Linked DNA regions of Sus scrofa: regions 2, 3, 4, 5, 6 and 7 are each linked to region 1. The links are chromatin contacts, called in public HiChIP or PLAC-seq maps. All regions are on one chromosome and are shown on one strand. The core of a region is the stretch at or near the end of the contact, and the rest is flanking DNA. Distances in the headings are between cores, read along the strand shown. Region 1 has its middle 34 kb from the start of CD180. Region 2 overlaps PIK3R1 (phosphatidylinositol 3-kinase regulatory subunit alpha). Region 3 holds the start of PIK3R1 (phosphatidylinositol 3-kinase regulatory subunit alpha). Region 4 has its middle 38 kb from the start of PIK3R1. Region 5 has its middle 61 kb from the start of PIK3R1. Region 6 has its middle 130 kb from the start of PIK3R1. Region 7 has its middle 150 kb from the start of PIK3R1.

The links. HiChIP or PLAC-seq counts read pairs in DNA pulled down with a chosen protein or histone mark.
Region 2: a contact with region 1 is called in an H3K27ac HiChIP or PLAC-seq map of alveolar macrophages. The contact joins two enhancer-like sites. A contact is called at or near these places in 1 of 5 promoter capture datasets (liver), 20 of 47 Hi-C or Micro-C datasets (adipocytes, adipose tissue, alveolar macrophages and 11 more) and 2 of 2 datasets of contacts at active chromatin or transcription factors (alveolar macrophages and skeletal muscle).
Region 3: an H3K27ac HiChIP or PLAC-seq map of alveolar macrophages shows a contact between it and region 1. The contact joins the promoter of PIK3R1 here to the enhancer-like site in region 1. A contact is called at or near these places in 2 of 5 promoter capture datasets (fetal skeletal muscle and liver), 3 of 47 Hi-C or Micro-C datasets (embryonic fibroblasts, fetal liver and mesenteric adipose tissue) and 2 of 2 datasets of contacts at active chromatin or transcription factors (alveolar macrophages and skeletal muscle).
Region 4: an H3K27ac HiChIP or PLAC-seq map of skeletal muscle shows a contact between it and region 1, with 17 times the contacts expected there. The contact joins two enhancer-like sites. A contact is called at or near these places in 3 of 47 Hi-C or Micro-C datasets (heart right ventricle, liver and skeletal muscle) and 1 of 2 datasets of contacts at active chromatin or transcription factors (skeletal muscle).
Region 5: an H3K27ac HiChIP or PLAC-seq map of skeletal muscle shows a contact between it and region 1. The contact joins two enhancer-like sites. A contact is called at or near these places in 1 of 47 Hi-C or Micro-C datasets (mesenteric adipose tissue) and 1 of 2 datasets of contacts at active chromatin or transcription factors (skeletal muscle).
Region 6: a contact with region 1 is called in an H3K27ac HiChIP or PLAC-seq map of alveolar macrophages. The contact joins two enhancer-like sites. A contact is called at or near these places in 2 of 47 Hi-C or Micro-C datasets (heart right ventricle and mesenteric adipose tissue) and 2 of 2 datasets of contacts at active chromatin or transcription factors (alveolar macrophages and skeletal muscle).
Region 7: a contact with region 1 is called in an H3K27ac HiChIP or PLAC-seq map of alveolar macrophages. The contact joins two enhancer-like sites. A contact is called at or near these places in 2 of 47 Hi-C or Micro-C datasets (heart right ventricle and subcutaneous adipose tissue) and 2 of 2 datasets of contacts at active chromatin or transcription factors (alveolar macrophages and skeletal muscle).

What each region holds. Positions count from the first base shown.
Region 1 is chr16:45,620,526-45,624,339 of Sscrofa11.1, forward strand. No RefSeq gene overlaps it. Among named protein-coding and RNA genes, the nearest start is that of CD180, 34 kb to the left of the region's middle. Within about 2 kb of position 1,871, at least 38 of the 83 cell types and tissues checked have an H3K27ac peak or open chromatin away from gene starts, as enhancers often do. A contact at or near this core is called in alveolar macrophages, fetal liver, liver and 3 more, where this site is marked.
Region 2 is chr16:46,461,298-46,465,111 of Sscrofa11.1, forward strand. The region is part of intron 2 of PIK3R1 (phosphatidylinositol 3-kinase regulatory subunit alpha); the gene reads left to right. Among named protein-coding and RNA genes, the nearest start is that of PIK3R1, 28 kb to the left of the region's middle. Within about 2 kb of position 1,619, at least 13 of the 83 cell types and tissues checked have an H3K27ac peak or open chromatin away from gene starts, as enhancers often do. A contact at or near this core is called in alveolar macrophages, liver, omental adipose tissue and 1 more, where this site is marked.
Region 3 is chr16:46,432,886-46,436,699 of Sscrofa11.1, forward strand. It overlaps PIK3R1 (phosphatidylinositol 3-kinase regulatory subunit alpha), which reads left to right and starts at 1,872. Exons shown (of 16, transcript XM_021076847.1): 1 at 1,872-2,125.
Region 4 is chr16:46,394,946-46,398,759 of Sscrofa11.1, forward strand. No RefSeq gene overlaps it. Among named protein-coding and RNA genes, the nearest start is that of PIK3R1, 38 kb to the right of the region's middle. Within about 2 kb of position 2,001, at least 32 of the 83 cell types and tissues checked have an H3K27ac peak or open chromatin away from gene starts, as enhancers often do. A contact at or near this core is called in liver and skeletal muscle, where this site is marked.
Region 5 is chr16:46,371,803-46,375,616 of Sscrofa11.1, forward strand. No RefSeq gene overlaps it. Among named protein-coding and RNA genes, the nearest start is that of PIK3R1, 61 kb to the right of the region's middle. Within about 2 kb of position 2,234, at least 7 of the 83 cell types and tissues checked have an H3K27ac peak or open chromatin away from gene starts, as enhancers often do. A contact at or near this core is called in skeletal muscle, where this site is marked.
Region 6 is chr16:46,299,474-46,303,287 of Sscrofa11.1, forward strand. No RefSeq gene overlaps it. Among named protein-coding and RNA genes, the nearest start is that of PIK3R1, 130 kb to the right of the region's middle. Within about 2 kb of position 1,683, at least 11 of the 83 cell types and tissues checked have an H3K27ac peak or open chromatin away from gene starts, as enhancers often do. A contact at or near this core is called in alveolar macrophages, where this site is marked.
Region 7 is chr16:46,280,872-46,284,685 of Sscrofa11.1, forward strand. No RefSeq gene overlaps it. Among named protein-coding and RNA genes, the nearest start is that of PIK3R1, 150 kb to the right of the region's middle. Within about 2 kb of position 1,605, at least 1 of the 83 cell types and tissues checked has an H3K27ac peak or open chromatin away from gene starts, as enhancers often do. A contact at or near this core is called in alveolar macrophages, where this site is marked.

The sequences.
Region 1 (3,814 bases), core at 621-3,120:
AGAATCTGGGTTCACATATTAACTGGTAGTGTTGATCTGAATTCACTAACACGGTTTATTTACAGAATAGTATCCTTCTATTAAATGGGATTCTCCTTGAACACAGGGGCAGTGTCTTCATCTCCTTCTTCCAGGGTCCTAGCATGAGACAGGGGCTCATCTGATGTTGGGTGACGGAGCACTGTCATCAGGCTAACCTAATTGATGGTGTATTTGGAGAATGGGCTAGTAAAATTTAAGCATTACACGCTGTATGGGTCACTTCCTGCTCCCTTCCTTATATCTTCTTCGCCTTTTGACTCCAGCCATTGCTGTGACAGCTTTGTGCAGTTGTGACCCATCAGGTCTTTGCCTTAACTGCACCGCATACCTCTTGCTTTCTGACACCCAGGCTGCTGCTTGCAGTGACCAGGTTAACCACCTTGCTCCATGCATACACTGGGGCAATAATGGGAGTTGGGGGATAAGTACTCCTCCACCCCATATTATTCAGAAAGATGTTGGGGCCTCATTCTACAAGGCAATTCAGAGCATCAGGGGGGAAGGAGCTGCAGTTGCCCATCCCAGTGACTAGTTCAATGAAGGGGCCTTGGATTGGCTTGCCCTCTTTCTCTGTTTAAATCTTCCTAGTCCTCTACTTCTGTTCCTTGGAATCACTTCCCAAAATTATTGATCTTGTCTCAGGCTCTACTTTTGGGAAGAACCTAGACAAAGACGGAAACCTTCATTTACAACCAGCTTCTCTAAGTTATGTTCTTCTCAGACCAAGAGATGTTTGGAAAATGGTTGCAAGTCTCATAAAGTAACCACTAAGTAAAGATAGTATAGGATACAAGGGCATAGGATAGCATCCACCATATAAATGTGCTATAAAGTGTGAAATGTTTTGTGAACCAGGCATTTTTACTCCTCAGTCAGGAGACATACTCAGACAATTGCTCAGTTTTGTAAAAACTCTTCTCCATAATTCTACAGCTGTGTCTTAGGTAGTAACCGAATAGTGATGTTTTGATCATAGTTTTACAGATGGTGAGGCCCTAGACACAGCAGCTTTCACTGAGCAAGTGATGAGGCCCTAGAAGATGTATGTCTTTCCCATGGAAGGTTAGTGCAGGGAGCCTGGATGTGAAACACTATGCTTATACTATTGGGCTGGATGGTTTGCTCTGATGTGTGTGAGTGTGGGTGTGTGGGTGTGTGCATGTGTGTTTGTTTCTTTTTTAAGCACAAGGTATCGATTCCAATCTAACGATTTTAAATATCACAATCCTTGGATTACAAACAGAAAAAAATGACATTTTTTTGGAAAATGGAAAACATTGGGCAGTAAAATTGGCATCTGAAACCCTGTACTTTGCCAAATGCTTAAATCACAGAGTTTTTGTATCTTTTGCAGCTAGAAGAGACATTTAAGATCACTCAGAGCTGGAGAGCCAAATGTTTTCTAACAGAACCAGGGCTAGAACCCAGACCTTGGGAGTCCCCTTCTCATGGTCCTTCTGATAGACCACACTGCCTTTGTTTGATGATCCTTCATTTAAACCAGTGGTTGGCCAACTTTTTCCATAAAGGGCCAGATGATAAATAATTTAGGCTTTGCAGGCCAGTGGTTACTGTCCCAGCTACTCGACTCTGACTTTTTTTTATGTGAAAGCAGCAATAGGGGAACTTACATAAATGAGCATGGCTGTGTTCCAATAAAGCTTTATGTAGAAACACCAGCACTAGGCTTGATTTGTCCTCTGTTTTATACTATTGGAGTCATGGTGATTTTTGCTTAAAGGTCACCAAAATGCTACTGGGTCCTAGAGAGTTAAAGCCGCCACCCAGCTTGGTGGCGAGCCAGGCTGTTGCATCACAGTCCACACATGATTGGGCTTCCTTCCAGGTCTGTGTATGATCAGACTCTGAGCCAGCAGCCAAGAGAGTGAGCCCGGCATCCATAGCACTCCTGTTTCCAGAAGGAATCACAAATTCCCTTCCTGTGCAGATAAAGGAACAATTGTACCAGAGGAGAACTTACTGGAAAGTAATACAGGGTCACCAGGAAGGAAAAGGAATTCACTCCTCGGTCATAGTCCTTAGTCTGGTTAGGAGTCGCTCAGACCTGGAAAGGCCAGCAGAGTTGCATGTCTGAATTTGGCAGGCCTCCAGGACTCCTCACTCAGAGGATAATACATTGGGCTTTGATGATTTCTGTGGCCCACTCAGAGCTTCCTTTGGTTGCTCCAAGTTGCCGCTTCCCTCTCACAGCCAGGTATCTAATTCTCTCCACTGTTTTACTCCCCTCCCATTTATCATCTGCCAGTGCTAAGCCTTTTTTCTGCTGTTAATCACAATCTCCAATAGGCAAAGATTGTCTTTTCTCGGTTTCGTCTTCCACTTGACACCTTAACTTTTGAGTCCCAGTTCTGAAGCCCTGTAAGACAAATGTCTTTCCATAGAAGAAGCTTGGCTTAAACCCTATGTTTATGCCTATGAAGTGGATGTTCGTTCCAGTACATGTGTATTAATGTGTGTGCCTGTGTGTATGTATGTGTGTGTATCTGATGACCTTTAAATCAGGAGGTCACCTTCCCTTTGGACCTCTCTGCCCAGGGAAGGTCCTTTACCGCCTCAGTACTCTAAGTTAGACTCACAAGTGGATATTCTCTGGCCAACATTCTCATGTTTTTACTCCTTCCCTCTCATTTTTCACCATGTGAATCCACAAAATAGTCTTTTTCATAATTGAAAGAATTAAAGACTTTTAAAGGCTGAATGATGTTTCCAATGGATTTAATGATGTAATCCTCAAAAGAGTATATGAATTACCTGTTTGTTTTTTTCTTTTGTCTCTCTCTTTTTTTTTTTTAATTTTTTTAATTTTCCCACTGTACAGCAAGGGGGTCTGGTTATCCTTACATGTATACATTACAATTACATTTTTTCCCCTACCCTTTGTTCTGTTGCAACATGAGTATCTAGACAAAGTTCTCAATGCTATTCAGCAGGATCTCCTTGTAAATCTATTCTAAGTTATGTCTGATAAGCCCAAGCTCCCGATCCCTCCCACTCCCTCCCCCTCCCATCAGGCAGCCACAAGTCTCTTCTCCAAGTCCAAGATACCATCTCACACCAGTCAGAATGGCCATCATTAATAAATCCACAAATAACAAGAGCTGGAGGGGCTGTGGAGAAAAGGGAACCCTCCTGCACTGTTGGTGGGAATGGAAACTGGTACAGCCACTATGGAGAACAGTTTGGAGATACCTTAGAAATCTATACATAGAACTTCCATATGACCCCGCAGTCCCACTCTTGGGCATCTATCCGGACAAAACTCCACTTAAAAGAGACACATGTACCCGCATGTTCATTACAGCACTATTCACAATAGCCAGGACATGGAAACAACCCAAATGTCCATCGACAGATGATTGGATTCTCTCTCTTTTTTTAATGGTTCCACCTATAGCATATGGAAGTTCCAGGGCTAGGGGCTGAATTGGAACTGCAGCTGCAGCCTATACCAAAGCCATGGCAACACTGGATCTAAGCCACATCTGCAACCTATGCCACAGCTTGTGGCAACACCAGATCCCCAACCACTGAGCAAGGCCAGGGATTGAACCTGCATCCTCATAGAGACAACACTGGGTCCTTAACCTGCTGAACCACAACCGGGAACTCTGGAATTACCTGTTTTGATGATTATCTGGTCAGATCTGCTACTGACCCTAAGCTCCTAATGGATGTGCAAATCTTTGGAGCTGAAGTGATTTAGGAAAAAATGTCATTGTTATTAGTTTCCCAAGTAGCATTCTGGCCCCTG
Region 2 (3,814 bases), core at 369-2,868, 840 kb after region 1:
CCACAGGTTCTGAAAACAAATATTACATATTAGGCAGTAGTGGCCCATAAGTTGTAGACTTTTAAATAGTCTCACATCTCTGTAATCTTTGTCTCCTTATCCATTTAGCCTCCAATTTCAAAATCTTAAAGATACAGGTATTAAAAATGCTTGATTGGCCATTGCTTTGTTTCTGTTAAGATCAGGTGCACATCAAGCCAGAGTCTTATATAATTTGTATGAAATTTTCAACTTCTCTAGCAGTTTTCTTGCAATAGAGAGAGAATAACATGAAGTATCATAGATGATCTCATTCCATTCACAGAAAAGTACTGTGGTGTCAGAGCAGTGTCAGTGTTTGAACCTAGAGTTGGAATCTTTGATAGCAATTCCGGTCTGGAAGAATGTATGGATTAGGTAAATAAAAGCTTAATTTTCACTCAGAGAGCAGCTGTGACTAGCAGCTGAAGCTAGAACATGGATCAGGGATCTGAACTTTTCCTTGTGGCCTCTGGTTGAGTCTTCCATAGCAGTCAAACTTTGGTTTGTGTCAGGCGTGATGTAGAAAGCCAGAGGAGAAGTCCAAGGCGCTAGTGGTTTCATTAAGTCGTCAAGATGGATTTAATGATTTTATTTGGAGCATTACTTCCAGTGAGCCACAGCTGGGGGCTCAGAAAGAGAGGTCTTCCAAGGGTAGCCAGGCTCTCAAGTACTTTCCCAGGGTCAACTACTGCAATATGGCTTAACCGTAGGGCAAAAAAATCCACCCCTCTTGGAGGAATTAAGGTATCCTATGTAGCTGTGATTGGGGAAAATTCACTCCTGCGAAACGAGACGTATGCTGGGTTGACCAGATAGCCCGAAGCTGAGCTATACCCAGGCTGTCTCACATTCTCAAGGCCTCTTTCTTGAACTTGTCTTCTTTCAGACTTTACCTTCATTTTCTGGGTAAGTAGGAATGTATTTATAGGGAAAGCCCCTGGTTTGGGTTTTGTAAGCTTTCCAGAGAAAACTGGATCCAAGAGGGAAAAAGATTTGCTGACCCCTGTCTCAGAGGTTAACATTTTCATTTATGTTTTACATGACTCATTTTAAATTACAGTGCTCTACAGATATAGAAAGAAGCCTTCCTCTTCCCACCCTCCCCCAGATACCACATAATGGAAAAAAGCAAGAATTTTCTGCATAAGCAAGACTTTTTTTTTTTTTTTTTTTAAACAAAAAGCCAGTCTCTGATGGGACTTTTTTCCTGTCAGAATTCCCACTGGTCCACTGTTGCAATATTTACAAAAGGCCATGATGAAAGAGGAAAGCCCATTTTTGAGCCCTTTGCCTCTGTGTTATGTAAAACATAACTTGTATTTCTGTTCTTGGTATTAGAAAAATTGTTATTTTTGAACTTCTCTGATGGGCTGGTAAACCTGCTAGGCCTCTTAATTGTTAAAGGCTAATTTTGATTAAGAAAAGATTTGTTCCTCTGCTCTGAGTAGACACGTAAAACTTCGAAAAAGGTTTGGATGTTCTGTTTCCTGTTTTTTTAAAAAAAAAAAAAAATGTCCCTTCTTATGAACTCAACTGGATGAGAGGATGTTCCTCAGAGAAAATTCAGCTCTGGGAGGAACCATCCATGGAGGTCGTAACCTAGAACATTTTTGAAGGGAAGTTTCACTGAAACTTACAAGAGGGTGGGGTTAGGAAGGAGAAAGTTCTGTTCTACCATAGTTTTAGCTGAATAAATCATTTTACTCTGGAGCCTGGTCAGTCAGTCCCATAATTTGTAGCTGATTGTCAACAGAGGTCCTTGATGTCAGTTCACTGTGCAGGAAGGAGGTGGCCCGGGGCCCCATTAGGAACTTGTACTAAAGTTGTATCTTTCTTTCTTCCCCAGAATGTTCACTGGAGAAACTTCTTTTATCGATTGAGCCTTGGTGATCTTTTATTTCTACATGAAAACCTTTTAAAACTAACATAATTCAACTTGATCTTTTTCTTCTAGTTAGGTAGAAGATAGAATCAGCTGGAAGCGCAGTTGAAAGGAGTGTATTCGCATGGGTGCAGGACTGAGAGATGGAAAGTTCTGCTCTCTCCTTCAGTGGGACTATAAACCAGCTGTGGTAGTAAACACGGGGATCCCAGCGTTGGCAGCCCTGCTTTTGCTTTACAGACAGTTTGATTTGCCAGCCAAAAAGAAGCTACATCAAGATTAGCTCCCAGACTGGGGCTTTAGCAAGTGCTCAATTAACTTTGGCAGCTCAGGGGGAAAAGCAGGTTAGTTTGGGGATCCAGATTCTGAAGAGTGTGCCGTTGAACCGCATGAACCAGAGGACAAGAAACTGTTTAATTAAAACTTCATAAAATGGTTCCTTAAGCTTCATGGACAATTGAGTAACTTCAGTTTCCTCTCTTTACTGTTGTTTACTTCCTGCTCTTCTTGAATTGAGCATTAGGTATTCTGGTCTCTTACAATGAGAAGATTAAACAGCTGTACTTTAAATTAAAGCATTAATTTGGAGTGTTCTGTGGCTGCATTAATTATATCTTTACTAAGATTACATTCCTGTGGATTTGACAGATGTGTATAAGCAGCAGTGGGGCTTATCCACAGCAGACCCAAATTCTGTTCACCACTGAGCCTTGGCGATCTTTTATTTATACATAAAAACCTTTTAAAATTGAAATAATTCGACTTGATTTTTTTTTTTCTTCTAGTTAGGTAGAAGATAAAAGAATTGGCATAGAGTCAATTGTGGGCATATTTGCATGGGTGCAGCACTGAGGGATGAAAATTCTGTTCTTCATTCAGTGGGATATAGCGAGAAGCATGTGTTGAAAGTTTCTCACCTAAACAGGTCGTAATTACAGACTTTAGGGTTTATTTCTTTTAATTAGAACATTATGCTCACTCAGTGGTCCTTATGAAAACTTTTTTTCTATCTGTATATTTTATATCAAATGATAAGTTAAATTGCTCTGGTACATTGAAGAGTTCTTTCCTGTAACCCTAATTGTAGTTCATGCTGAATACATCAAGGCTACTGTTTGCTGAGTAGCTGACTAGTCAGATCCATGGTTAATTTTAAGTTTTCTTCCTTTGTTTTCTAAGAACAGTTTTAAAGACAGTTTGTATTTTAGAAAAATGCTCTTATTCAGAACTTCTCAGATCTAACACAGCAGTCAGTGGGACTAGAGGTAAGAAGTAATAGCTTTAACCAAACATCATCTAAAATTCTGTAATAGGTAATAGTCCTTTGTATAGCACATCTCATGTGTTTTACAATTTCTAAGACATCTAAAGTAGCCTGCACTTTTATCAACCTCCCTGCATCCCTGTAGCACAAGGAGTTATTTTTGTTACTGAGGGGACAAAACAGGGGGTGAAGTGACTCACAGTTAATTGCCGGATTAAATCAGGCATCCAAGTCACTCTGCTTCGGGTAGATTCTCAGAGACTCAGCTGCTGTCTTCAAAGGGAAGAAATGCATTTCAGCATCCGAGAAGAACATAGCGTGCACTATGTGATTGGTCTTCTTAACGCTCTCTCGTTTTCCTATCAAAATAGCCTCTGGGTTAGAGGAAAATTTTGAACTTCTTTAGTCCATCAGCAAACCCTTATTATATTTCATAATTACTTAGTGCATTGTAAATATATTTAACAGTGGCTGTACCTCTTGGTAAGCTTAGGAATTTTGAGAAATGTATATATTTTTTAAATTTTAAGATGGTTGAGTTTTGAATATGCTAAGGTTCTGCTGTCTTTTTGGCTGTGTGGAAGATTCTTAGGACAATGAGTTTCATAGGACAATGGTGCTTACAGAAGCACCAAAGCAACCATCGC
Region 3 (3,814 bases), core at 622-3,121, 810 kb after region 1:
GGTTCAATCCCTGGCCTCCCTCAGTGGGTCAAGGAGCCATGAGCTGTGGTGTAGGTCACAGATGTGGCTCGGATCCTGAGTTGCTGTGGCTCTGGCGTAGGCTGTCGGCTACAACTGCAATTAGACACCTAGCCTGGGAACCTCCATATGCCGAGAGAGTGGCCCAAGAAATGGCAAAAAAAAAAAAAAAAAAAAAAAAGACAAAACATATACTGTCAACAAGCTGCTGAGGTCTATCTAAAAAAGGAAGCTTGATTAAGGATTTCATGCTATTTTTAGGCTGAGGGGAATAGAACCCTGTAGTAGCAGTACATAAGTGTCTTTCCAGGAACTCATGGTGAACAAAAGGAGACAGCTGGTAAGGTTTCTTCAGACCCAAGCCTAAAGGAAACAGAGCAAATATAACAGCAGTTGTGTTTCAGCTTATTGGAATGGATCAAAGTAATTCTATCACAGGGTGAGACACATTTCATTTACAGACGAGCAATATATGGTACCGTTTCAGACGTAGGTGCGAATGATAAAGTTTGGTAAACTCTATATTTCTTTTGAGATAAAATGGATTTTTAAACAAATAGGTAGGTGTCTGTTTTTGTATCTTCACTTCAAGAAACATGTGGAAATAACAAAAGTGCCAGAGCCTGAATAACCGAAAGTAGAACTAACTTGTCCGTTAGAATGTGAGTCACATTTAAGAATGATTATATTTCCTAAGGACAGACAATAAATTTCAGGATATTCTTTCCTCTACTTCCAACGCCAGAGGAATAAACCACCAAATTCAAAGTTTGACAAAAGTCTAAATACTTGGTTTAAAAAAAAAAAATCTTGCAAGGAAATTGGGAAAAGGACTTTAAGGCAAGTAGGCTGGGCGGCTGCAGGCCTCAAAACCGCAGAAAGAGGAATCTGGGAAAAGCTTTTTAAAAAGCGGACTCTTAACAGGTTTTAATGGGCGAAAGAGGAACACAGGGTGCTGGCATCTCCTCCTACCGTCAGAGGAAGGTTTGAATCAACATCAGATTTTTCTTGTGCAACTTAAGTAATGAGTATTAGCTGAAGAATCCGCATTTGAAAATTAACAAATTTAAGGGGCCATACAATTCACGTGAGCTTCCTCCTACGACTCCACGAGTAACAGGGGGTCCTCGATCTGTCTGAGCGACCTACTTTTGCTCCGACATCTGAGGACTGGGAGGGATCAGCCAGCGTGCGCCCTCCCCATAAAACTCTGCCCTTCTGGCGGGCCCGCCTGACTGCGGGTGGCGGCGGTGCCAGGCTCCTGGAGTTCGGGGCAGGCTGCGGGCGCTCGTCCCTCCGGTTCACCCTTTCACCCCTCCTTCACCCCCGGGAGCCATGCGGGGTGGCGTGGTTTTTCCGCCCACTCCTGAGGCCGCTCTGGCGAGGCCGGGAATTGCAGGTCCTCCCCGCTTTGGTTGAGCCTGGAATCCGAGTCCTGCCCTAACCAGCAGTTCTGCTGGGGCGCAGGGGGCTCAAAAGGGGTTTGTTTCAAGACTCTAGGATTAGAGACGCAGCCTCTAAGTCTGAACTTGCCCTCGACCTCCCCCAGCTCCGCCGCCTCCGGTCCCGGAGACGCCCAGCAGCCGGTTCTGCCGCGGGCGGGCAGTAGCCTGGCCCGCCCGGCGGGCGCACACCCAGAGCGCTCGGCCCTGCCGCCCGGGGCATCCCCGCGGCTGGGGGCGGAAGGCAAGCACCGGCTGCAGGAAGGGTCTGCCGGACCGGAGCCCCGCCCGCTGGCCGCTGGGCTCAGAGGCCGGCACTATGAATGGCAGCGGCCGCGGGCGCGGCGCCAGCAGAGAGGGGCAGAGACGCGGGCGCTGGTTGGCGCGGGCTCGGGGGGGCGGACCCCGTGGGGCGGACCCGGAGGCGGAGCTTGAGTCGGGTGCTGGAACTGCGGGCGCACGGAGAGGAGTCGCGAGCAGCTGGAGCGGAGTTGGAGGAAGCAGCGGCCGCGGCTGGGGCAGCAGGGAGCGGGTCGGAGACAGCGAGCTCGAGTCGAGAACGGCTGGCGGGTCGGAATCGGTTAGGGACGCGTTGGAGACGTGCGCGCCAGAACCGACGCTGCAGCCCGGGCCGGGCAGAGGAAGGAAGCCGGCTGGCGGGGGAGGTAGGCGGCGGCAGCGGGTCCGGGTGTGTGCTCGGGAGGGGGAGGCGGTGCGTGCGCGCGCGGCCACCGCCGCTCTCTTCCTGTCACCAGCAGCCGCTTCTCCTTCTGCAGAGCCGAGCAGGGGAAAGCGGGCCGGCAGCCGTCCTCCCTGCCGCCAGCATCTCCCGCTGGCCGGGTAGCCGGGGGCCCCTCTCGCGGCCAGCGTCTTGGGTGCTCCCGGCCACCTCGTTGGTTGTGCATGCCGCCGGGCGCATTCGTCCCCGGAGATGCAGGCGAACTCGGGCTTCCGCCACCGTGCCTCCGTCACCGCACACTTCTGAGGGTCCCCACTGTCGCCTTGCAGCTTTTCGGGGCCCTTCAGCAGCGGAGAGCGCCCCGACCACTGCCTTTCGTTAGCGGGAAGGAGCGATGCCTGCCCCCGCGCCCTTTGGCTGCACCCAGGTCGCTTTTCCTCGGGCGGGCGGGGCGACGAGGGTCCCCGGAGCTCGCCCCCAGCCCCCGCCCTCCGAAGTTTGCTTCCCTCCTCTTCCGGGGTGGGGGAAGTGCGCCTCGGGGAGGCTGGCCGCCGGGGCCCTAACTCGGAGTGTGGTGCGGGCCGGGCCTGAGCAGGTTGTTGGAGGCAGATTTAGTGGGGTCTTGGAACAGCCCGGAAATCCAGCTTTTTGTAGCGCGGAGCGAGACTGTTGGGACCTGCCCAGCAATATGGAGCCGGCTAGAGAGAGGGAGCATGCAAGCCCGAGCTGAAAGATCGTGGGGAATTGTCTGGAAACCACAGCTCTCACACTCACTTCCCAAGACCAGAAACTGCCCAACACATCACAAGACAAAGAGAACAGGAAAGCTCAGGCCAAGCGCTCCAGTGCAGAAATATACTTTGGTGACCGGAATTCGAGCTTGAAATGTAAGGGTGTGAGCGGAATGGCTGTTACGTGTTGAACGCACAATGTGTGTGAACTGGATTTGGGGAAATTATTTGGCTTTTCTGGGAGCAGTTAATATCAGAAAGGTCTCACTTTTACCGTTAATCCTTGGTGGAGCTGCAGCGCTCTTGGTGTCTTGAGTATGAGTATACTCTTTATTTGGGGGAGTTTATGACTTTAGAAGCAGGGGCGGGGTGAGGGTGGGTTTTTTTTTTTTTTTTTTTTTTTCGGTTCTTTTCCTCTTTGCTAGTCATTGCGAGGTGCGAATGGATAAAGCAGTTCCGGGTTTTGAATGCAGCATAAGATTGTCATTTCAGTTTGGTGAGGCTGGAGTTTTAGTTGTTAGGCGGGACATTCATAAAGTTAGAGACCCAGGCGGGATGTGGAATGGTTTTTGAATATTTCATTAGCTTGTGCTGCCTTTCAGCAACTTTAAAGCTGGTTAGGTATTAGCCTGAAAAGGTCAGAGTAGGTAGACAGGTTTAGTTCTGGAGCAGGCTCATTGTACAGATCATTGAGAATTTGGCGACTTCAGCAAAGAAGGCCACAAACATCTTTTATCATTGAAAAAGGCAAAAAAGCACCCTTCTGACCACAATTTTTTGATAGATGATACTGTTTTTGAAATACACAGTTTTTAAAAGGCAGCGAATTGTAGTTTTCTTAGGGAACAAAACTTAAGTCATTTGGAAGCAAGTGCTTTGGTCATTACTAAGAAAATACCCTGTGTGTGTTGGGGGGAGGGTCCTCAAAAGTTTGGTTTAGAATC
Region 4 (3,814 bases), core at 751-3,250, 770 kb after region 1:
CCTAAAAAAAGCTTTTTCCTAAGAGGCTGTTGTTAATTGAGAAAATATATCATCCAGTAGCAGGTATGAAGTAATGACTCAATGAATGGATGCTGGGAGCCGGCCGTAGAGCTGGTAGTTACATCAACAGTTGGAGCTTCCTATCTATTTTTATTAGCCTCAGTTAGATGGTCGGGAACAGAAGCTTACAGCAAAACAATGGATTAACTGATAGATGCAAGGAAAACTATCAATTTAAAAATTTCTCCTGATGAAGAGTCCAACTTCCTGATGTTTGGAGAAACACCAGCCACCCCTCCCACCCCCCTAATAGAAGTCTACAGAGCCTGACCCTTAACAATCACAGCTCTCAGCCAAAAACCAAACCCTGGAAAACGGTAGGATTTTCTTTCACTGTTAAGTGGCAAGAACCGTTTTAATTTTACCTTCATTTTGAGCTTCATTTTGGAGCTTAAACAGTATCTAACGGGGGTTTGTTTGTTTGTTTGTTTTTTCATGCAAATGTATCTTTACAGTCAAATACCTTATTTTCATCCATTTAACCCTGAAGAAAAAGGGAATTTCAGTTACTGATGTGTGGTTGTTTTAACTTGGACACTCATTAGTATTGGAGGAGTGGGGATTTGGAAGTGCTGCCTTCAAAAAAAAAAGTTTCCCCTTTAATTTATTTTTACCCTTCCCACCTCTATCTCCATGGAAATGGGGTCAGAGGCCACAGAGAGCTCTCAGGGAGCCAGCAGCTGAGAATGAGAATTCTCACTTAGAGATTTTAGCTGAAAGCTATAAACCGCTTTACAAAGACCAGCTGAGTCTTGGCCACTGCGGTCTCTGGTTTTTTACACTGATGCATAAGGTATCCTTTTTTTTTTTTTTTTTCTTCCCTGTGTTAGAGGAGAAAGAGATGCTCTTAAGTAAAAATCATTTTTCATTTAAACTTGAACTTCTCTCCTGTAAATCAAAGACAGTGACATTCCTTCGGCAATTATTTTCAATTTAAAAAATTTTAATGATAGTGTACATTTGGAATTTAGCAATTATCACGTTTGCTCTCTATCCTTTCAAGCTTATGACAGTACTGGATATTTGAAGAAAAACACATTGAACTTGCTCATCGCATGCTATCAATTGCAAGTGATTCTGGTGAGTGGAATATCACCATGACACAATTCTAAATCACTAGAATGAAAATAAAAATCTCAAGGTTATAAGCAGTCAGGACCATTTCACAGAATGTTTTATAAATTAAAGTATAATTTACTACTGGCTCCTTTTCTTAAACTGTTAACACTATTTCTTCTTTTTTTCACTCTAAATATTCCGTTAACTTTCTTATAAACTATTTGAAAATATCTGAGGGGGCTGGTTGCCCAAATATGCCAACTATTTTAAGTTATTTTTATATATCACACATTATTATTATATTCATTAGCAACCAAGTAATTATTGAAATAATATGAAATGTAAATTTGCTTTTGAAAAAGCCCTGCCAGGTCCTGATTAAATTTGGATCTAAAAATCTATGTTTCAGGCTATCCTTTTTTTTTTTTTAAATATTCTTTTTCTCTTCATTCCACACATCGTTATGGTTCAAAGTTTATAGACTCAACATTATTCCCAAGTACTTTTGCAAAATTTCACCATTACTCTTGCCCAAAGTATTCAGTTTTTACTTTCTAATCAATCATTAATCCTACAACTTCTCTGAATTTTCCAGAATTTAGTTTCAGTAAACATCAGAACCACAGCACCTCTTTTGAAGGCTCTAATCAGTCTTTCTCTCTCCTTTCTCTCTCTCTCTCTCTCTCTCTCTCTCTCACACACACACACACACACACACACACACACACACGTCTTTGTGGTCAGCAGTCCAAGGACATTGCCTTTATTCCTTAGTGTTCCTTTGTCTCTCAGCCTCTTGCATGTCTGTGCTGAGTCCTCCCTCTGTCCTGGGTTGAGCCCTTATTCCACTTCCCTTTGCTCGCAGAGTGAACCAGAACATTGTGTTCTGAAGCTGCCCCAGCACACATGCTTCGTGATGCTGCCAAGTTTGCAGCTGACCAATTGGCCTACTTTAGAGGGCTTGATTTATAAAATTTACAACCCTTAATTTCCACCACCCATTCCTCCCCCCACCCCTGAAAAAGAGTGTGCCAGACGTCCTGATAAATCAAGAGTCCTTTGGTTTCGGTGCAACAAAATGGGCAGTCATTTCTTTTTCCTTCATTGGCTCTCAGCCTTGCCAGTCCCTCCTGAATAGATGGAAAATAACGGTTGATGTGTTGTAGGAAGACATTTGATAGTGGCTGCCTCTGTATTAATAACTCGTTTTAAAAGAAGTGTACTGACAAAATGATACGCTCTTCAATTTCTGGAACTCTGCACTTCTCAAGTAATTCCTATTCCAAAAACCAATCCAGGCAAGTTTGTCTTCTTCCAAATTAGGAAGACAGAGTTGGGCCCTTGATTTTTGAGTGAGGTTGGCTCAGTTGGGTCTTTTGAATTTGGATATTTTGATTACTCCTTATTGGCTCTACTAAACTTTTTTAATAAATGCACAACCAAATATGAGAAGGTGAAGGTTTAATGGAGAGAAGAAAAACTGTGGAAACCAGTCTCTTGTGATTTTAGTGATTTCTTAAGTTCTTTCTCCTGCCTCTTCAGAGAAAAAGACCTCTGTCAGGGTAGATCCCAAAATTTATGAGGCCTGAAGCTTCTCAAATGTGGAACCCTCTTTATGAAAGAGAATATGAAACTAGGTTCAAGGTACAAATTGATTTCAAATGAAAAAAATCAAAGCATAAAAAATTACAAATTCTAGAAAGCATCCAGAAAAATAGCATTATCATCATTAGTTTTAATTAACAATTTTTGCTACAATTACAACTTAAGTGCTGACCCATCTATGTAATACATCTTTTCCCTATATTTTTGGCGTTATACTCATTGATCTTTTTTCACATGGTAAAAATTTTACAATGCCATTTTATGTACAGAGAATAGAAAGACAACTTTGTCTTCTGACATAATAGATAGATGTTTTTTGTTATTTGTGGTTTAGAAAGGTTTCCTTCCGCTCCAGAACTTGTTGATCATGCCACAGCTGAAATAATTTCTTGATCTGGAGGTACGTCTTGTCCTAGGAAAAGCCCTCTGAGACTCCAGACCTTTGTTATCACTGGAGAGGGATCCAACTGGCTACCTGGCTATGGCTGTCCAGCTCAGCCTGGTCCAGCATCCTGTTGGTAGTCCTGGACAAGGGAAGCAGGGTCGGGGAAGTGCAAGGTGAAAGGTGCTCATGGTGGAGTCTTAGTCTGGAGGGCCCTGGGTAGAGAGGAGAGGAGCATCCTATTCAGAATCTTCTTAACCCTCCTGCACTGTTGGTGGGAACGTAAATTTGTACAACCACTATGGAAAATAGTATGGAAGTACCTCAGAAAACTATATATAGAACTACCATATCACCCAGCAACCCCACTCTTGAGCATATATCTGGACAAAACTTTCCTTGAAAAAGACACATGCACCAGTATGTTCATTGTAGCACTAGTCACAATAGCTAATATATGGAAATAATCTAAATGTCCATCAACAGATGAATGGATTAAGAAGATGTGGTATATAAAAACAATGGACTATTACTCAGCCATAAAAAAGAATAAAATAATGTCATTTGCAGCAACATGGATGGAACTAGAGACTCTCATACTAAGTGAAGTAAGTCAGAAAGAAAAAGATAAATACCATATGATATCACATATCTGGAATCTAATATACAGCACAAATGAACCTTTCCACAGAAAAGAAACTCATGGAC
Region 5 (3,814 bases), core at 984-3,483, 750 kb after region 1:
GCTGGCTGGGGCTTCACCTCAAGACAAATTTGACTTGGAATGTTGTTTCCACGAAGACTCTTCCTTTAAGGAAGTCTTCACAGTTTACACTGAGCAACTCCTGATTAGTCCCATTTATATATGTGATTTACTCTTGTTAAAATCAGCTGATTTGGAGCAAAGGCCTTCCTAGAGATACTTTTCTTCTGTTGAGAATCTGCTGAAGTTCCATTTTGACTGACTTCTGTGAATACCCTCTCTTCCCCTTTTTTATCGACTTACTGTTGACAGACCTGAAACTGGTCCTGAGAGTCCCATGAGTGGGTCACTGTGGACCTTGTTCTCGTAAATCCTAGTTTGACAATGACTCACAGGAGACAAGTTGAAAAAATAAATAAAAAGAATAAACTTGGGGTAAGCTCGTACTGCAGTGGCCAAAGTAGAACCTGGAATAGGATATTCAAGAACTTAGCGTATTTGCATCTGATCAAAGACCTTCTTATCATGTGCCTCTAACTCATTAACAATAAATGTGAGGAGTCTAGATGTAGTCGTGAGATCTAATTATAAGAATAGATGTTGGAATGTATTTCCCTGAGCAACAATTTCAGTGATGTTGCAGAAGCATAGATTGTTGCTGACACAGGGAAACCAATTTCTCTCCAATTATACTCCTATGTAAGGTGTTCCAGGGGAGCGGGAGGGAGTGAGGACTGAGAGTCTGGGGTTAATAGATGCAAACAATAGCATTTGGAGTGGATAAGCAATGAGATCCTGCTGTATAGCACAGGGAACTATATCTAGTCACTTGTGATGGAATACGATGGAGGATAATGTGAGGAAAAGAATATGTGTGTGTATATATATATATATATATATATATGTATATATATATATATGACTGGGTCACTTTTCTGTGCAGTAAAAATTGGCAGAACACTGTAAATCAACTATAATGGAAAAAATTTAAATCATTAAAGAAAGAAAAGGAAAAAAATTACAAAGGGGAAAAAAAGAAGGGTGCTCCAGCAGCACAGAGGGGTTAAGTTTGTTCAGGGAGAGTCACTTTGTCTACTGCAGCTGAAGGCACAGAGGTTGCGGTGATGAGGGTGTAGATACTTCATAAAAAGGAGGCCTCAGGCTTTAGGGCTGCCATACATGATGGCTTTAAGACTCCCAGCTTTTAGGTCAGTCCCCTGTACTTAATAAATGCCACAGAATCCCAAATTCGAAGGATGACTCCCCATCTTCTAAGAAATCTCCTTCTGACCAGCTAGACATTGAAAGGCTACAGGTATCAGTGTTCCCAGAAGCACAAGCCTATCTGATCACCCTCAGTGCTTCACATGGACTCAGGTTCATAAAATGCTTCTTGAGAGGAGTTCCCATCATGGCTCAATGGAAACGAATATGACTAATATCCAGGAGGACGCAGGTTCGAACCCCGGCCTCGCTTGGTGGGTTAAGGATCTGGCGTTGCTGTGGCTGTGGAGTAGGTCAGTGGATATAGCTCTGATTTGACTCCGGTTTGACTCCCTAGCCTGGGAACCTCCATGTGCTCTGGGTGTGGCCCTAAAAAATAAATAAAAAGATGAAAATTAAAAAATAAAATGCTTCTTGACCTTTAGATTAACATACCATATATATTTTTATATATAGCTTATTTATATATACTTCATATCTATATACATATACATATATATGTGTGCATATATGTATACATAAATGAAGGCAAATGCTTGAATTATTTTACAAATATAAACTAAATGAATAAGATCAGAGTTCCCGTCATGCCACAGCAGAAACGATTCCAACTAGGAACCATGAGGTTGCGGGTTCAATCCCTGGCCTTGCTCAGTGGGTTAAAGATCCGGCGTTGCCATGAGCTGTGGTGTAGGTCGCAGACCTGGCTCAGATCTGGCATTGCTGGGGCTCTGGTGTAGGCCAGCAGCTACAGCTGCAATTAGACCCCTACCCTGGAAACCTCCACATGCCGCTGGTGCCACCCTAAAAAGACAAAAAAAAATTATATATATATATATAAGATCCCAGTTGGGCAGTGTTTCTTATATCTGTCATAGGATAATGTGTTCTAAATGGTGGTGACTTCAAGTCCAGAAATAAGGAGTAGTATGGCTTTGATCCCAGTCCACTGACAGTTCTTAGCCAATCTCTGAAATTGTTGGAGGCTTGGGTATGCTTCAGCTCAGTGATGGGACACCGTGACAAAAAGGCAGACTTCTTGTAAACAGTGGTGGTACAGGCTGGGCTGGGCCGGGCCAGGCATCTTTCCCCTTGGTGAGGGCTCTATTTAGAACCAGAGAAATCAGAGCGACAGGGCAGGGGAGAGCCCTGAAGCAGTGTGTTGAGATCTCTCTTTTGACAATACATATTTTTTGGTGACCATCTGGGGATTAAATTAACATATTTAAAGTTCAAAAGGGAATAGAAATTCATTACTAGAATGGGAGAGGTCATTTTTTTCCTGGATCCCTCCCAACAAGAAAAATTGAGAAGAGGATTTGTTGCAGGACAAACCCAAAGGGATTTTTTTTTTTTCCTTCAAAGCAGCCAGCAGATGTTTTCATTCTTTTAAGAGCCAACTCTCGGTTAATCAGCATTTGGATGTTCAGTTTTTCATTTATTCAGTTTTGCTTTTCTTGCTTATGTACCAGACCTGAAAAGAGCTCCTTTCTATCCAGCATCTGAGAGATTCTGCTCTTGCTTAGACTATCTCCTACCAGTTGAGAAGAGCAAAGAGACCAGAAAATAAGGTTTATTTTCCAATTTATTAGTGTTTTTCCTTCTTTTATTCTTACCTTTTCATTTTTCCTCTCTACCATGATACTCTTCCATCAACCCCTTTGTGCCAGGAGTTTCATCATCTGTCCCAATCCTCTCCCCGAGACATGTATCTCCTCTCATAACCACTCCCTGTCACTTGGTGTTACACAGGACAGTTAGAAATTTAGGGCAGGTTTCAGAATTTTATAATGCTGAGTAACACTGCAGTAAATAACCTCGAGTTCTCATTCACTGAAGTACTTTTTTTTTTTCCAATTAAAAAAAATCTTTTTAAGTAGCATCAAAGATAGCATTGCAATTCAGTTGTAGTTCTAGATGCAAACTCAGGGTCCAAGATCATGGTCCTCCAGGATAGACACATCTTTTAATATAAACTGTTCATAAGAGAAAGAAAGGATGTATAGAGTACTGTTACATCATTATTTCACTTCATTTTCTCAAAAGCTAAGCTATCACAAGCCCCATTATACAGATGAAGAAATTAAAGTTTAAAAGCAAGGTAACTAGCCTGAAGTCACGCAGCAGGTAGAGGGCCCTCAGTTAGCCTTCCATTTCAGATCTGTCCAGTGTCAAAGCTTTGTTTGTACCATGTCTTTCCTCCCAATTCAAGAAAGGACAGAAAGGAGCTCCCTTGTGGCTCAGTGGGTTAAGGATCCGATGTTGTCACTGCTGTGCTTTGGATCACTACTGTGGTACAGGTTCGATCCCTGGCCCGACAACTGCTGCATGCCACAGATGCAACCAAAAAATAGAAACAAATAAGTAAATAAAAGAAAGGACATTTAATGACTTTAAATATCCTCTACTCTTCCTTGGTTGCAAGTATATTATCCCTTTTTTCAGTGGTTGTGGATTTTGAGGGTCATCCAGGAGCCTATTTAGGGCATGTCTAATGACATAGTGGTATCACGTCCAAAGGAAAACTAATAAACACAAAAGAGAGAACTGTGTATGCATATGTTTATGTTTGACTGTCTGAGCAGTGTGGATATTGCACTCTATCCAAGAGTGGAAGAAGAGTGGCTTTTTG
Region 6 (3,814 bases), core at 433-2,932, 680 kb after region 1:
CCAGGGTGGCGTTCTCACGACCTTCTCCTTAGAGCACAGTCCTGAGTGTATCTCTGCCCCTGGCCTTCTGGAGTCAGGCCTCTTTGCTCCTCTTTTCCTTCTGGCCATCCCATCCATTCTGTTAGCTCCATGGTGTCCTTATAGTCCATACCTTTGCTGCTTTAATTCACCCAGAGCTAGTGTCTGTGGTTTGTAACCAAGAGCTCTGACAGATACAGATGGTCTTTGAGAAGTTTGGCAGTAGACAAAAGGATAGAAATAGCCCAGTAATTTAGAGTGGGGTCACTTTCCCAGAAGAAGTGAGGGCATCTGTGTTCACTTGGCACCTGCCAAAGCTACCTGCTTCTCTGGCTAATACAGAGTCCTGGGCTCAGTGCTCTGTGGCAAACAGGCCTGTAGCTCAGGCCCAATGGTCGGGACTCAGCTATCCTAAACTAGAGGTCAGAGAGAGGAAGCATTTAAAATGGAAAAGAATCATCTGATCATATGCCACACACCTCCCTCCTCCCCTTCTCGTGATGGTCACTACCACACACAAAATGAATTCAGGGTCAGAAAAGAAAAGTTATCTGTGGAAACAGACAGTCATTTCCATCTTTTCTTCTTCATGGTAGGAACACCCCATAGTTACAAGCAAGGGTTCAGGGTGCCAGAGATCACTGACCTATTCAGATAGACACACTTCTTTGTGTTCACAAATATTCGTGCATTTTGGTATAAGCAAGAGACGCTTCGGAGATGCGTCATTTCTGGGAGTGAGACTGACCCCTTCTGGAACTGACGATTTGGATGACAGAGAGCTGCTGAATAATCACATGATCTAAGGCAGGAGAACTGTTTTGACCACTATCAAGAGAAGTGACGTTGAAATCAAATTTTTTTTCCAGAAGGAAATAGAGACTATGGGTGTTGCCATGGTGGCTCTGCAGTTAACAAACCCAACTAGTATCTCTGAGGACTCAGGTTCGATCCCTGGCCTTGCTCAATGGGTTAAGGATCCAGCATTGCCATTAGCTGTGGAATAGGTCAGAGATGTGGCTCATATCCAGAGTTGTTGGGGCTGTGGTGTAGGCCAGCAGCTGTAGCTCCGACTGGACCCCTAGCCTGGGAACCTCCATGTGCCACAGATGCAGACCTAAAAAGACAAGGAAAGAAAGAAAGAAAGAAAGAAAGAAAGAAAAAAGAAAGAAAGAAAGAAAGAAAGAAAGAAAGAAAGAGAGAGAGAGAGAGAGAGAGAGAGAGAGAGAGAGAGAGAGAGAGAGAAAGAAAGAAAGAAAGAAAGAAAGAAAGAAAGAAAGAAAGAAAGAAAGAAAGAAAGAAAGAAAGAAAGAAAGGGAAAGAAAGAAGGCAGGTAGGCAGGCAGGCAGGCCGGCAGGCTACCTGACTCTATCTGTCATCTGAACAATGTTCTATCACATGATGACCCCACCACTCCGGGAATGAGGCTTTCCTTTATGGGAAATAGAGACCTGGGGTCAACAGCCCCGTGGTTAGGGAAGCAAGAAGCTGGGTGAGTGCCATGGGAAACGTACACGGGTTCCCCCACAGATTTCCCCTGTGAACAAAAGCAGAAATCCACCAAAAGGACAAGGAAGTTAGATTCACGTCCCTAAAGGGGAAGATGAAGCATGAGCTGTGCCTGTGTGAGCAGGGTGACGCCACACAAGTGGAAAGAAAGGTCAGATGCTGGGGAGGCCAGAGTCAAGGGCAGCATGAGGTCACGGGATTAGAATGCCAGGGCTTGAATCCTGGCTTCAGCATTTACAAGCTGTAGGACTTCAAGCAAATTAACTGAATTATCTGTGCTTTGTTTTCCTCATCTGTAAAATGGGAATGAAAATGATTATCTCATAGGGTTGATGTGTGGATTAAATTGGTTAATACATGTAAAGTGCTTAGAACAATGTCTAACACATAGTAACCCTGTATACACGTTAGCTATGATTATCAGTGCTTGCTATTCTTACTATGCTGAAATGTTTTGCCATATATAAAGCAATATACAGTTGTAAGGCATGGTGTTGGATTGACCAGTGTGTTAGACTACTAGGGCTATCATGACAAAGTACTGCAGGCTGGGTGGCTTAAATGTCAGAAATTCATTTTCTCATAGTTCTAGAAGCTGGCAGTCTTAGACTAAAGCACCGGCAAGGTTGATACTGCCAAGGCTCCTTTCCTTGGCTTGTAGATGGCTGTCTTCTCCCTTTGTCTTCACACGGCCTTGCTTCTATGTCTATGTCCTCATCTTCTCTTCTTCTGAGGATACCAAACGTATTGGATTGAGCCCACCCTAATGACCTCATTTAGCTTTAATCACTACTTGATGATCCTGTCTCCAAATACAGTCACATTCTGAGGTTCTAGGGGTGGGGTGGGGTTAGGATGTCAATATATGAATTTGGAAAGTGGCAAGAGAGACTGACACACAATTCAGTTGGTAATAACCAGCTGTCAGTTTGGTTAAGCTGGAACTGTGTTCTAGAGTTGGCCCAAAGAGGTACTTGTGCAGAAAAAAAGTGCAAGTCTGTTACTCTCTGGATGTCATAGAAGAAGTGCCAGATAGATGTGGAGATACCAGAAGATAGATGTGGAGATGCCAGAAGATCCAGGTTCTCCTGGCTCCCCTCTGCTCCCCAGCCCTTCTTCCAGATTGTTGACCCTACTGACTAACAGTGGCTCGGAACCATCTCTAGACAAAAGGCTGAGGACTCAGACTTTTCCCATACCCCTCATGATCCCACTTCAGTGGCTGGACAGGGTTGGCTTCTAGTTTGACTAGCTGGTGAATCCTCGGGTCTTCCACTCCCCTCGCCTCTCAGAATTGTGTAAAATCTCTACAAAGTAAATGTCTTATCCTATTTGACTCATAGTGACCCTGCTTGTGTGATTGAACCCTGACCTATACAGGAATAATAATACTAATAGCAACAATGATAATAACAAAATCTTTTGGAAATATTATCACTGAACCTGAAAAGAGACTCTGACTCACTCCATAGCATGCATTTGAAGTTCTTCTAATTATCTCAAGGCTGAGCTCACTCCAAAGTCCTCTGAATTAGTCTTCTTGCTTTCATCTCTCCTGGCTCCAATATGTCCCACAAAAGACTGCCAGAGAAGATTTCTTGAACCACAGTTATGTCATCAGGTGACAATCAAGGGAGGCCCCCAGAAGACAGCTGAGTAGAAGGCCTAGAGAACAACAGGTTGAGATTAAAACAAAAGGATGGAGGATTCCTAGAGGGATATCTCCAGGGAGGAAAAAAATAAGATGGATGCAAAGCATGGGAAATATTAAGAGGGCGGTTTATAGTACCATTGGGTCATTGACAAAAATGGTAATGGGAAATAGAAAATTAAGAATTTTTTAAAAGGAGTATTAATTCTAGGACATACAAAAAATCATGCAAGAAAAAATCTATACAAATGATACTACTGCGCTCAAAGGTGGAGAGTTTTTAGGCATCATAATGTAATCTAAGCACAGCTAATAGCAGGACGATGTATATCAGAGTAGGTTGTGAAGTCGGCATATGAAGAGAATGAGAAGGGGGATAACATGGCAGGGCAGGAACCACACCGGAGCCTGTGTGAAGGCTGTGCCAAGACAAGGTTTTAAAGAGATCTGACTGTGATGGGGAGCTGAGAAATGGAATAGCAACTAGAGGGTCATGTGCACAAGGGAAGAATCTGGGCAGATACCTGAGCTTATTTGCAGACGTTGGGACTGATGTAGGAGAAGAAAGCTGATAACAAAACAGGAGAGAACAGAAGAGAACACTGGAGAGGGGAAGGGGGGACAGATTCAGAGCCC
Region 7 (3,814 bases), core at 355-2,854, 660 kb after region 1:
ATACCTACTGTGAGTTACACATCATGCTAATAACAAAGCTAAAAAGACACACTAAATGATAAGTGAAGCCTTTCTTTTTTTTTTACTATCAATTCTGCTTCTATTTTTAACTTGTAGTGATCTATAGCTATATAGGCTTGGCACGGTGGCCCCAGGGTTTCCAATTTGTAGATTTGTTCCACTGTCAGTCACCCAAGTTTGCTCTGTTCTTTTATTTTTAAATTAAAGTATCATTGGTTAATGTTGTATTAGTTTCAAGTGTACAGCAAGGTGATTCAGATATGTATACGTTCTGTTCTGTGGCATCAAAATACAATAAGTTCTTCAAGATTAGACTTTGGACCAAAGAGAGAGAGCAGTGGATGCTGAAATGTGGAACAAATCCATGTTGAAAAATCAAGTTTACCAGGCGCTAGGATGTTTTCTTTTGTTTTTAGCAAAGGTGAGAGTCAAACCTAGAAGGGAGGAATTCCAAGGATGAGACCCTTACGTAGCCCTGACTCCATTCTGTTGCATTTCACGTATCCTTTGAATCTTTTTCACCACCACGTTATTATCCTGAGAAATAGTCCCCTTTAATTGTATAGTTAAGTTCAGACAAAACCCCTAACAAAGCTAAGACTGGCAGAAGCTACTAAATACTATTGAGAAAAAAAAAAAGATAATAAATAAATATAGCAGAAAAAACATGGCCTCTAAAGCTTGTCGAAAGTGTTTTCTGACTTCCTATCTTTGGGGTCCTGGAAAAGCCGCTTATGCTCTTTTAGCCTCTTTTCCTCTTTTGGAAAATGAGATTAATAATACCTATCTTTTAGGCTTATATTGGGGACTAAATAAGGTTTATTCCTTCAACAGATATTAGGATGTCAGACACTGATTTAGATAAAACGGTGACACACCCCCAAATCACACCTTTATGGAACTTAGGTTCTTGTTAAGGGAAGATAGACCATAAGCAAATCAGTAAGTTAAAGGCATGGACTATATACATTTTTTACAAGGGAATAACCTATGGGTAGCTATGTCTAAAAAGAAAAAATACATAAACCACCTGTTCTCTATACCTATTGCTCAAGAATGTATTTTTAGAGGAAGTTGGCTTCTTTGCCTGAGAACAGCATTTCAAGGGGGGAATTTAGCTATCCAGAGGAAAAGGCCAAATTCCATTTTATAACCAAGACATTCGGAGAATGAGGAACAAGGCTTCTATGCGTAATAATGTAAAAGGCCGGTCTGGGACAGTAAGTCTGATTGAGAGAAACTTGACCTAAGGTAGGTAAGCACAGAGTTGAAGGCACTGGGCCAGCCCCTGACCAGAGGTCTCACAAGGCAGCAGCCAACCACTCGTCCCTGTGAAGAAGTTGAGCTCCTGGTTTTCAGGAGTAGGGTATCTGGTATACGGTCTAAAATTGCCATCTTGGCCTTGTAATTGCTTTATATTCTGCCCAAGCCATTTATAAAATTGTATCTTACACTGAAACTAGGAGGTAGTTGTGCTTTCTGGGTAAAGAGAAAGGCCATAGTTCACTCCTGGAATGCCCCAGGATGGAGAGAGAACAGCAGGGTTGATGAGGGAAGGACAGAAGTGTGGAGAGAAATGACTGGAGGAGAAGTCCAGGGTGAGGTCAGCTCAGAGAACTTGTAGGCGCATTTTCTGGCAAGACTTAGGATGATTAAGAAAGAAGAAACTCATGAAAGCAAGCTCCTGTGGAATGGAGCTCATCATTGAGCATTCACGGCAAGCTTCAGGGGCAGGAGAATTGGGGACTTTTTTGAGTATCTATGGAACATTCTGGTCATAGAGTAGATATTCCATAAATGCTCATTCCCTTCTTCATCCTCTTTATTTCCATAATAAAATGATAGGGAAGAAAATCAAAGTTATGAGAAACTGTTCACCCACCCAGGAATATTTTGTTGAGGTACCAGAATTAATTTGCCTATGGGGCAATATTGATACAGGATGCTTACAATAACTTTTCAAGGCTCTTTGCCACAGACAAATCATATATATACATATATATAGTTTATTCTCTACATGGGATAAAGCATATCAACTACATTTTTAAATTGTATAGTATAATACAAGCTAAATCTATATTAAAATGTTAAAAATGATTAACTTCTAGTTGACTATAGTTGGTTTTTTGTTTTCTTATTTAATCTGTTTTCTAAATATTCTTCAATGAACATATTTCTTTTTTATTAAGGTATAATTGATTTACAGTGTTGTGCCAATTTCTGCTGTATACCATAGTGATCCAGTCATACATATGTGTGTGTGTGTGTGTGTGTGTGTGTGTGTGTGTACACACATTCTTTTTCTCATACTATCTTTCATCATGTTCTATCCCAAGAGATAGGATATAGTTCCCTGTGCTGTACAGCAGGACCTCATTTCTTTTTTTTTTTAATTACTCAAATGAATTTATCACATCTGTAGTTGTATAATGATCATAACAATCTGATTTCACAGGATTTCCATCCCACAACCCAAGCACATCCCTCCACCCCCCAAACTGTCTCCTCTGGAGACCATAAGTTTTTCAATGTCTGTCAGTCAGCATCTGTTCTGTAAAGAAGTTCAGTCTGTCCTTTTTTCAGATTCCACATAGGACCTCATTTCTTATCCATTCTAAATGTAATAGTTTGCATCTATTAACCCCCAATGGCCGGTCCATCCCACTCCTTCCCTTTCCCCCTTGGTAGCCACAAGTTTGTTCTCCATGACTGAATCTGTTTCTGTTCCTTACATAGGTGCGTTTGTGCCATATTTTATATTCCACATATAAGTAATATCATATGGTATTTGTCCTTCTCTTTCTGACTTAGGATGCATCTATATTGCTGCAAATGGCATTATTTCATTCTTTTTCTAATGGCTGAGTACTATTCCACTGTATCTACATAGCAAGTCTTCCTTTATGTTTTTTTAATTGTTATTTCCCCAATACAATTTTTTCCCCACTGTACAGCATGGTGACCCAGTTACACATACATGTACACATTCTATTTTTGTGCATTATCATGCTCCATCATAAGTGATTAGACGTATTTCCCAGTGTTACACAGCAGGATCTCACTGATAATGCATTCCAAAGGCAATAGTTTGTATATATTAACCCCAAGCTCCCCAACCACCCCATTCCCTCCCCCTCCCCCTCCCCCTTGTCAACCACAAGTCTCTTTTCCAAGTCCATGGTTTTCCTTTCTGTGGAAAGGTTCATTTGTGCCATATATTATATTCCAAATATAAGTGATATCATATGGTATTTTTCTTTCTCTTTCTGACTTACTTCACTTAGTATGAGAGTCTCTAGTTCCATCCATGTTGCTGCAAATGGCATTATTTTGTTCTTTGTTATGGCTGAGTAGTATTCCATTCTGTATATATATACCACATCTTCCTAATCCAATCATCTGTAGATGGACATTTGGGCATTTGGGTTGTTTCCATATCTTGGCTACTGTGAATAGAGCTGTAATGAACATGTGGGTGCATGAGTCTTTTTTGAGGAAAATTTTGTCTGGATATATACCCCAAAGTGGGATTTCTAGGTCATATGGTGGTTCTATGTATAGATTTCTAAGGTATCTCCATACTGATCTCCATAGTGGTTTTACCAGCTTACATTCCCACCAGCACTGCAGGAGGGTTCCCTTGTCTTCACACCCGCTCCAGCACTTGTTATTTGTGGATTTATTAATGATGGCCATTCTGACTGGTGTGAGGTGGCATCTCATGGTAGTTTTGATTTGCATTTCTCTAATAATCAGTGATGTTGAGCATTTTTTCATGTGCTTGTTGGCCATC